Linked DNA regions of Anser cygnoides: region 1 is linked to region 2. The links are chromatin contacts, called in public Hi-C maps. All regions are on one chromosome and are shown on one strand. The core of a region is the stretch at or near the end of the contact, and the rest is flanking DNA. Distances in the headings are between cores, read along the strand shown.

Region 1 (5,613 bases), core at 2,773-5,272, 190 kb before region 2:
ACAATCCTTTCACACCCTCCAACCTATTCCAGAATATTTTATCAGCTTTTCTTAAACATAATCTCCCCAGAATATTTTTTACACACAGGAGGAAGCATCAGCTCTAAGTTGTTCACAGAGACAACTGCCGTCCAGTGAATGTTCAGTTTTGTAGTTTGTCAACTTTGGTGAGATGCCTTAGAGGGGGAAGGAAGCCCCCTAACTCATTTTAGCATCTGAGAATGTTTATTTCTATTCCGTCTGTCCAATGAAGTCTCCATATACACTCATGAAATCAAAACTCTCAAAAAAACATTAATTCAGTGGGTTGTTTTGTTGTTTTTTTTTATTTATTATTATTTTTTGCAAGAAGCTGTATTTTAACAAGGTAGTGCCAAACTGCGTGCCTTTCAAATCAGGTCTGGCAGAACAGTAATACAATTATTTATGTCCACTTAAGAGGATTTTCCAGTATATGCTTGATGAGAGGGATGGCCAGCCATTTGTAACCATTTTCAGGTTTGTAAATAGACTACTTATCAAAAGGGTTTTTTTGAAACTGTTGCTTGAGGACATAACATTAAAAGAAGTCAAGAACAAATAAATCCACAGTGAGGTGAAAAAAAGTGAGGTGAATTGTTCTCTGAAACTCTGTATTTAGATAAGCTTCTTTCAAATACAAAGGGGGATTTCAGTGCCTATTAAAAAAAAAAAAAAAAAGGAAGAAAAAGAAACAGTGACTATGAAAAAAAAACTTACTACAGTTTTTCTCTTAAGGATATAGAAAAACTTCAGCTTTATCTTTCTAAAAAAAAGTCCCAAAAGTTGGAAGATAACATTTATTCACTTTTTTTTTTTTTTTTTTCCTTTTTGATGATCATTTGCCAGGTCTCTTGATTCTTTTTGGAGTGAGTGAAAAAAAATATCACTCAGATCCAAAAGTTGCAGTAGTCTTAATGTAACACATGGAAATCAAGCACGTTATATTGAAAGGAAAGTTTGAATGCTAGTGCTTATCAACAACAGGGTTTGACAGATGGGTAACAGTGCCACATGCTACACTTCTCAGTTGTGATGATGAACTTACCTTTGGTACATGAATAAGATCAGGTTTTGGTACAGAAGCAACTCTGAAAGAGAAAAACACACATAATTGTAAAAACAAATGCTTTAATATTTAAGTATTTCTCTTTTCCAACTCACTATAAATTATAGTATATAATTTATTATTATATATATAATTTATATATAAAACATATGAATTATATATAAATTATATCATTTGTTTCCTCTAAGGGAAACAAGAAGTATTCAAGTTCAACCTACTCCATCATAGTTAATATAGGGCAAAAGCAAAAACAAACTAGATGAATTTATCCAGATACAACATTAGGAACTCTAGCATTTGTCAACCAAGTACTAATTCATTTAGAAATTCATAATACCGTATCACCAGTCAGGAGACATAGTCAAAATTTGCTTATTGCTTTCCTCCCTTTCATAAGAAAATACATCACATAACTCAAAAGTTCTGGTCAGATAAATTGCATTTTAAAGTGCATAACCCTTATCCAGGCTTAAAACTGAAAGCTTCCTTTTAGAAGCTTTTAGAAGCTTTAGAACCTTTAGAACCTTTTAGAACAATAAAAATCCTTCTGAACAACTTAGCAAATTAAATAACACAGGAACTTTTGGTACATTCTCTGGTCTTCAAAGGTAAACTTAATATCACTTGAACTCCACAGTAGATAGCAAAAAAATTTCTTCCAAACAATGAGTACATTGAAACTACCACTGGGTGGTGGGAAGTAAAGGAAGTATCATAATGGAAAGGGTGAAGAAGATAAAGAATTAACAGATTCATTATACCTAAACTGAACTCGCAATATGTGATAGGTAAAAACATCTTACTTGATTTATTGTCTTTTCAGATTTGCACACATGTATGTGCAAAAACACACACCCTGAATTTTTTTTTTTAAAAGCAATAGAACAACAAGAAATCCAACCCACTGACATTTTGTCTGACAACACTGCTGCTGATACTTAGTCTTTTCTTGCTGTTCTGGTAGAAAAGTGCCTTCCTGCCACATTTCAAAACATTTCTGGCCATATTTGGTAGCTGCTCAGAAAAGCTGGCACCTTTAATGGTCCAAGCAACATTAATCATATCCTGCCTGAAATCGTGCAAACTTGATTTCCTAAGAATCTTCTAAAAAGGGGTTTGCTGAACTGAAGCTGAGTTATCATATCTAAAAGAAAGTTTGCCAATGAGGCAAAAAAGTTTGTTTGGAGAACAGGCAACAGAAGCTACATTTTAATTAAACACATCTACCGTATAAACCAGCCTTAATACTCTAGCAGTGAAAACATGGACAGCTAGATTTGAAGTAGGCACGCTGTCCCATATAAGTGACGTCTTCTCAACTTTTAACAAATATCTTTTTTCTTTGTTAATAGCTGTTTAAAACGTTTACTTCATTTATTTCTTCCCTGAAAGCCATTTGGCTCACGAGGCCCATCTGATACCAACAACAGCCTTCCTGTTGTTCAGGTCCAGCAACTAGCTTATAAAAAAGGGAGATGAATATAAGCCCACATGCTACGTTATTAAAACAAAAACAAAACAAAAAAAAAAACAAAAACAAAAAAAATGGAAAAAAGCAGAGAATAACGAAATAAACATAAACCAATAACTACAGTTCACAAGAATATCATTTTCTGCCCTTTGCCTTCATCATTTGTGCATCGCCGATGACACGCATCATGTCCACATCAACAATAATTCTCAGATAGAGTGTTTCCCTGCTCTGAGGAAGAGGTCTGTTCTCCGGTTTCCCACAGAGTTTGCAGCCTATGAGAATACTGACCTCTGGCCCTCCAAAGCACCGGGGTGCATCGTTAATCATTCCTAATTGTGGAGTTGTCAATTTGCAGCGACAAAAGCAACAAGAAGAAAAAAAAATGCCAACACATATGGAAGCTCTTCTTTCTTTTTTAAAGACTAGAGTAGAAGGGAAAGTGTATCTTCTATATTTTAGGCATGCGTTTTATAATAAAGTAACTTGCAATGTTTTTTATATTTATTAAACTGATCTAACAGTTAGAAGTAGAAAGATATTCACTATTCAAATCAACTCCCAAATATCATGGCTAAGAAAAAAAAAATAAGTTTGCCAATACTTGACGCTGAAGTTTCAGTCTACAAGAGAAATGCACTTAATTAGTTTTAAAAAATAATTAAATTTAAGTTTGCAATGTATGAGATGGCTCTGCGCTCACCTATACAGCACTTAACAAAAAATATTTCAAACACTATTTCCAGATGATCTGAAGAGATTCTTCAAAATTAGTCTTTAAAAATGCCATTAAAAAAAGGGGGTGGAGGGGGGGAAGGGGGGGACTTGATAACTACAGTGTTTCCAATGTTCTTTTAACATTGGAGCCAGACAGCATAACATTGCTTTATTTCCCCCAAACATACTTGAAACAAGGACATAAATTTGCGTGTCCCAGACATACTTCAAACAGTTTAGCTTGGCCTTGTTGACTTCAGACCATAATCAGACTAAAATCTGTGATTTATCCAGCATTGCATAAAGAAAATGCTCACCCAGCAAACTGAGCCACCAGGATCTGAATGTGAAAAATGCACGGTGGTTAAACAAGACAGTACAAGAGGAAAAGCACAGTGCAAGTTGAAGAGCAAAACATGTCCAAGTCCAACACATACATTTAAGAAAATACTTGCTATAGTGTTTACATCCCGACTATTGCCCTTGGAATTGGGAAGGATATTACAAAATCTGTAGAGCAAGAAGTAATTTAACTACAGAATTTTACACTTTTTTTTTTTTTTTTAAGCTGTTAGCATGTAGTTTCCCACCTAGCAATTAGACGTGAGGATTTTGTGCTACTTTGGTTAAGCAGGGTGATGCAGAGTGATACGTGATGACAGAGGCTTTCAGAAGGAGATGACGTTCTTGCCCTGTTACTACTCATTAGAAAAGCAGGACAACTTGAAGCAGGGTATTTTCTGAATGATTTAAAGCTGGCAGTTCAGTATATAAGTTTGTGTAATATTTTTGGTAACATACAAACAAAACAAAGACATAAAAGCTCAGTATAAATGCTTATTATAAACAGTGCACACAAAAGACCTTGGCTAATGGTTGCTGGAGCGAGTTCCAGGCTTCAATCTCCTTACACATTATTACAGACAGTGAAAATACAGGCAACAGCGGTCAGTTACTGACAGCCAGGATACTGAAAATGAAAGTGCACAATGTTTGTGCACACTTTGCCATCACAGATGTTTGTTCTTTCAAAAAAAAAAAAAAAGAAAAGGATATATTTAGTCTGTGTAAACAGCTTATTTCGAACAGACAAACATGATCAAATTTGTTCTCCAAACATCCCACAAGCTGTTCCTCTCTGATGAATACTTTTGTGACATTTAATGCAATTCAAAACATTCCAACTTCCAGCACAGCCTTATTAGGGAAATGAATTAGTCTGCTGCTGCTATAAGCAGCGTGCCCCGCAAAAACTGTTCATTCTTTAAATTCTCCGTTTATTCATTCCCGCCTTCCAAGTATTTCACCCACCAAAAAGACACAAACAACATAACTGAATCCTTCCATAATCACTAATATCTGGAAACCCCCAGCTCAAGCTATGAGTCCAATTTGGTACGTCATCTCTACAAATCGAACACCAACAAAAACACTGTAATCTCACTGATTAGCGTTAATTAATAGCGAGAATTAAATTCAAGGCAGAGCAGGATTCTTCAGAGGTCCAAGCCCCTGGCTGATAAATCCATAAAAGCTTTATCAAACCTAAAACCCAGAAGAAGAGTTTCAGATTTGTCTCTCCTGAACTCCATTAAGGTTCCACCATCACCAGTCTCCTTAGTAAAGGCACTACATGGTAAACCACCAGGAGGTATCTGCACTCATCAACCCCTTTATAAACAAGGGGAACACAGAATACCTGCAATAAAATAGGTATTGTGTTTGTTGTTTGTTTTGTTTTTTGTATCTCTGTAACTTAAAGAATTGCTCAAACTCTAGTCTGAGATACAAGAGAAGCTGCAAAACCTTCATTCATAAAATGAAGTCAAGGCTGGAAGACTTTCTACAAAATTGTATTTGTTGGTCTGAACTAAAAATTTCTAATAGGAGGAAAGAAGAAAGGAAGGATTATTTTTTTCCCGTCTCATTTTGACAACTAACTCCTTCTTCAGGGTATAGTTTCTGGCAGCAGACATTACATCCCTGAAAAGCCAATGGTCAGATCTTCTTGCTGAAAACCTCATCTTTTAACAGTTTTACCACTGTAGCCTGCAGTTATGTTTTTTTGGTCGTTGTTGTTTTTGGTTTTGAATCATTTTATTTCTAGACAGCAACCAGCTGACAGGGCAGAAAGCTAAATGCATTTGCTTTTCATAAGTTAGCCAACCCTCATGAAAACAAAAAAATGACAAGCAGAAAATGTTTAACATTATATATAACAAGCTATGACTTTTAATAGAAGCTATCTGAACAAAAACAAAGGCAGATGTAATTTAAAGCACAGAAAAAAGAACAATCCAAACATTTTTTTTCCCTAGTCCAAAGCCCTTTCCCCATT
Region 2 (5,587 bases), core at 439-2,938:
CAGTCTCCTATCAGGATGCTGATCTGGAACCGTGCTCCTTTTTGCGCTCCTTTTACAGTCAGAAGTTCCCACTTAAACATTCCCCTGATGGCTTTTCCCATCCATCTGCAACAGAAGCATCCCTCTGGAAAATCAAGACCATGCTGCTTACGTGTCAGTGCAAAAAATAGATGATGACGCTGTAACCTCCCTTCTTATGCTTGCTTCACACAGGGCTGGCAGGTCAGACTCCCGTCGAACAGGCCCTGGCTGATGCTATTGTGGACACCATCGATGATTTCATGACGCTTTTCCCGTGGGCAGAGAAAAATCAGGAGGTGAAAGTAAGACAATCGCTAATTTAAACAAAGATACCACTTAAGCCACAAATGTGTTAAAGCCACAAACGTGTTCCTGAGCAGCTCCTCTGGAAAAACAGAGGCATGCCAACCCTTGGGTCCATCACCTCAGCTCACCCCAACAAAGCTGAGCTGGAGGACATCTGTGGTTCTTCCTCAAGAGTAACCAAGCCAAGGTCTTCTGCTCCCACCTCCTCCTCCTCCACCTGATTTTCACTCCCAGTGGAAGCAGTGATAGGTCATCATTAGCCTCCCCTCCCTGGCTCACCTTAAACTGAGGATGCCAGTTTAAGGTGAGCCAGGGAGGGGAGGCTGATGAGCACTTTGATATATATATATGTGTGTGTGTGTATACATATGTATACATATATATATATATATACACACACACATCAAAATGCTCTTCAGAAGGGCAAGACAGGACACTCCCATCCCAGCCAGCACTGTACTACCTGTATCCTGTCACAGACTAAGCTGAAATCTACTTCTGCTAACTCCGCAGGACTAACAGCTCCATCCCATCTACATTTTTTATTTCTACATCTTGATTTCTTCTTGACATTTAGCAAGTATCAGTCTTCAGTAAGTGCAGCTGCCAGGGACAAACGTTTTTCAGTTAATTACCAGAGTAGCGTAAAGCAGTGGGTGCTGCTGAAAAGGTGAGGCTCGTGCCCTCACATCCCTCGCTGTCACCACAGCCGTGCTCTTCAGACCTTCTAGGCCCCGCCACTGTCCTCTCTGGTGCTTCTGCAAATACCAATGCCAAGGGTAACACATGGCCACGGATACTTTAACACAGTCACAGGCAAGTCTTACAGCACTTGGGGTTTTTGGTATCCCTCTCTCTCGCTATACTCACTCACCAGAACTGCAAATGCAAGCCTGCAGAGTTGTTGCTCGAGCGACAGGGCGATGGATGAGTTAACTCCAGCGTTGCACTGGTTATGCACAGCTCTGACCCCAGCAGACCACCCGACCATTTTAGAAAAGTGGTGTAACAGCACACGTAACCATTAACCGCCAGTGCAGCCACCTCCCTCCAAACATTTCAGGCTGAGTGGGATATCGTATTATAGAAAGCGTTAAAGATAAAATGCTGACAAAAAAATAAATCGATGAAATTATATGACAGCGCTCTGAAATCTTGCAGAAGGAAAATGTATGCGGAAGTTTTAGTATTCAAAAATACCTATTACTTCATCGCCTAGTGACTTCTTGAGGTTTGCTAATGCAGGGAGGGAAGCTTTGACTCACGACTTTAAAGCAGCAGAGGAACAGCCACACTCCTGCTAACGGAGCAGGGCAGAAGCACGGCTGCCACAGAGCTGCTGTCCTGCTGTTCTGTCACGGGGAAGCTCTCGGCTGTGCCCCAGCTCGTCCCAAAGCATTGCTCCCACACACAGGCCCAGATCACGCCACCACCACTGAACGCAGAAGGGAGGAGAGGTCACAGGCAACCCTCGTGTGCCTGAGTGCACGTATGCTGCGAGAGTGTGTGGGGGGGGCAAAGATGATGTAAAACCTTGCTGTTCTGGGTGTTTCTGGTATTTCTGGCCCTATTAATGGTTCTCCCTTTCTCCTCCTGGGTCCGCTGCCACCACCTTGTGGTGGAAGTGAGGAGTACTGGAGACTCGTGAGCTAAAAAAATTTCAGTAACTTAAGTAACTTACACATGGCAAAGGAGAAAAGTCAGAAAATTTCCCTCTGTGACAGGAGGAACGCCTTTCTTTCTGACACAATTTGAGTGATGCGTAATCGTACCTACCCAGTAGCAAGAAAAAAGGAAAGAAAATGTAAACCAGGCAAAGCAAGTGGACATAGGTGGAAGGTGGAACAGATCACTGCCTTACTGACTACAAGATATAATACAGTGTAATAATATATTCTTACATACCCACACATATTTTTGCAGGAGGTGGTTGTACTTAAAAAAAAAAAAAAAAAAAGCTACAGCACAGCCTACAGCTATGACATTTCTGGACTGCAAACTTCTGGCTGTTACTTGCAGTAACATCACTCAGTTACTGAGCTCTAAGACAGCAGGAAGAGATGCCAAGACTTCAATCTGGTCTGCAGAAATAGTGGTTGTATTCCAGCCAGCATCTAGTCTGCTGCCTTTTCTAATTTTTATTCTTTCTTCATTAACCTGAATTTCAAAGCTGTTGAAATAACTGTTACTATACAGCAGTGCTTATTTAACCTATGTTGAGTGCATTCCTCCAAGAATAAGTCAAATATTAACTGCACAAACTGTACCACAGAGCAGACCAGATGATCACAGCAGATTGCAATCTCACTCGTTTCCACGCAGGTGGCCAGAGAAAAAGAGAAATCCTTCCTTCTCCCAGGGAAACAGTTAACTCTTTGTGAGCGGCCTCAAAACTTTCTGCTAGGGTAAACAGCAGAGAAACACCACTGCTCAGTCTTATCCTGCATCCACTAACGTGCAAATAAGGCAGGTATCCTTCAATACAGACCTTAGCCTTCAATATCACAAATTTTAAGCAACCCAAATCTCGTTGTGTGGACAAAAATGGAGAATAACCCACTAACATAAATGATCAAAGATAAATCCAGCAAAAGCTTAAAAACCCGCTTGCATGCTTCACATAAGAAGGGCTGGCAAAGACAAATAACTGGCCAAGATTTGACTGACAGCAGGAAAGACTTGGTTATGGGATTCTGGAAATTTGATAGCCTGTATAAGAAAAAAGCCCGTGAACTTCAGTCCCCAAAAAGTCCGGTTTTATAGCTCAACTCTTCACAGATCTAGTGCAGAGCTCCTGCCCTGTTACTATGTGTAGGTAAGTAGCATCACCACACGTTGCCCCGTGGGAGCACTCAGCGTCTTGCCGTTAGCATTAAGGGAGCAACGGGCTTGTCCCATGGCTCACCAAGTCAGAGCCTGGGTGTTGGGGTATCTAACACACTTCACAGGTAATTACCTCAGTTTTCCTAAGCTGTACAGTGCCCCTTTGCTCATACTCAACTGACATTACACCTGCCTCTGCTTTTATTTATCTAAATAACTGCTATGTCTGCTTTATTAATCCTTACTTGGATGTTAACACATTACTTCCTCCGAAGAGAAACGGGGAATACCTTAAAATTTGGGCCAGACCAAATGATTCCACTGTCACCTTTTCCAGTTTTCTCTGTCCATCTTTCTCACAAGAAAGCCCCAAGAATTCAATTTTGCCGGCTGCCGTGCTTACCTACTGATGTGCATGTGCTTTGTTCTTCCCTCAGCAACAAGCATTTAATGACATCCTCACCAACAAAGCACCTGAATTATTGAAAGATTTGGATACTTTCCTGGGGGATAACAAATGGCTGGTGGGGAAATCTGTAAGTATTATTTTTATTTCTCCCTTTCCAACCAGACTGCCAGTAAAATGCAATTGTCGGCTATTGCTGAATTTCTGGATTTTAAGCCATCCCATGGTATCTTGTAAAAAAAATATGTATTTTTTCTTACTGATACACAATTGGTTGCTTAATTGCAAAGTGAATTTTGCTCATACCTTTAGAAAAGGCAAACCAGGACAGATTTGCATTTGCCAAACCAGTTTCCATGTTGACACAAAACTTTTTAAATGCCTTTGTACTAGTTAACAGAGATGTGAGTTTAGAATTCTGCTTAGAGTCACTGCTCAATTTAGTATATAAAAATAAGAAAAAAAATCAAGTCCTTTCTAAAAATACTAATTTGTATTTGTTAAGCTTTGTATCTAATTACTAGCTCTGTAGTCATAAACTTAAAGAAAAAAAGCTCAAAACAGATCAATTCATGCTTCATTTTTGTAGTTTGCAGAGACTATTAGTAGTCCCAGCTTTTGAGATTACTGATTAAAACTAACTGCATTCTCCCCCCTTTCCACCAGGTAACATGGGCCGATTTCTATTGGGATGTATGCAGTACAACACTTCTGTCCTGCAAACCTGACCTGGCAGACAAGTACCCCAGGCTTTTGGCTCTCAGGGACAGAGTGCAAGCACTTCCTGCTATTGCAGCCTGGATCCAGAAGAGACCAAAGACAATAATGTAGATCAGTTGTCCAGTAGAAAAACAAATTCATGTTTTGATTAAAACACTGCAAGCATCTTAAGTTATTAATTTAAGAATCATTTGAATTAATTTCATATGGGTATGCAATTCCAAATCAGAATCTATCACTTCTATTTTTGAGAGAATGCATCTAAAAAGCTGACTGAGCAGAGCCTGAGGTAGAGGTATAGCTCCAGCCACCTTTCCCTCACTGCTAATAAAGCGTTTCATCAATCCAATTAATGTTCTGGGGGTTCTCAAAGGGAGGAGAAATGAATTTTATCAGACAGATGTAATCTCAACAATATGTTTAGTGTGGTTTTTTTTTTTTGTTTGTTTGTTTTTTGACTTTCAGTGCTGGAGGAAACCAGAATAAAGGAGAGTAGAAATGTTTGGGAGGGTTAAGGACACAGCCAATACAAAGAGGAACTACCCACTTTGTCAATAAACTTCACAGTTCTCAAACACTTGTTGTTCCTGTTACACCATTACAAACAATGCAGCTGCCCAGCTGAGCCGTTGCCCACACCAGTACTAGTTCTCCAGCTGCAAAAACATTCAATTGCTCAGTATCTCTTCTAGTAAAGGCAACAAACAATGGTGGCAAGGGTGAAAACAGGTGTAGAACAAAACAAATGAATAAACAGTTTGTTCTCCCAGCAATGGGAAAAGCAGGTATGTGGTACTGCTAGCAACAGGGTGGGCTGTAGATGCAAGCAGTTTACCCAAACTCAAGGGGAGACAAGTGCTTGCAAGAGGACTCCACTGTCTGTTTTAAGTAGATAAACCGCAACAGACTTGGGTAATCCTCTGGGCTGCAAATGAACAATGCTGGGAAAGTGCTTCCCCTTACGCTTGCCTCCCCCCTCCCCCACTGTGTTATTTCATGTAATTATATAAGTGACATAAACCAAGAAGTTCAGAGATTAAACAGGTATTGGCAGAAATGAAAGCAAGGTCCAACTTAAGCAGACATGCGTATTCACATCTACCTGCTTTTGCAATTCCTTGCATTTTGTTGTAGCTCTTCACAGATTTTTCCTTCTTCAGCTTCCACTCTCTTCTTCAGCAATAGACTTCAGATTGCACTCTGGGTGGAGAGCTCTGTTTGGCAGTAACTATTTTTATAATCTATATTCTATCACAACTTTGATTCGAGTATAACGAATTATCTACTATATTATCTACTACTGGATAAAGC

Evidence for each region. A called contact is a pair of places that touch in the nucleus more often than the background predicts.
Region 1: a Hi-C map of liver shows a contact between it and region 2, with 2.2 times the contacts expected there. The contact joins two enhancer-like sites. A contact is called at or near these places in 2 of 7 Hi-C or Micro-C datasets (both in liver).

The regions. Positions count from the first base shown.
Region 1 is chr4:71,324,155-71,329,767 of Taihu_goose_T2T_genome, reverse strand. It overlaps PDLIM5 (PDZ and LIM domain 5), which reads right to left. Exons shown (of 14, transcript XM_066996378.1): 4 at 1,067-1,109. Among named protein-coding and RNA genes, the nearest start is that of PDLIM5, 70 kb to the right of the region's middle. Within about 2 kb of position 4,022, at least 2 of the 3 cell types and tissues checked have open chromatin away from gene starts, as enhancers often do. A contact at or near this core is called in liver, where this site is marked.
Region 2 is chr4:71,128,927-71,134,513 of Taihu_goose_T2T_genome, reverse strand. HPGDS (hematopoietic prostaglandin D synthase) reads left to right here. Exons shown (of 6, transcript XM_013189540.3): 4 at 214-323; 5 at 3,588-3,686; 6 at 4,223-4,853. The coding sequence ends at 4,387. Among named protein-coding and RNA genes, the nearest start is that of HPGDS, 23 kb to the left of the region's middle. Within about 2 kb of position 1,688, at least 3 of the 3 cell types and tissues checked have open chromatin away from gene starts, as enhancers often do. A contact at or near this core is called in liver, where this site is marked.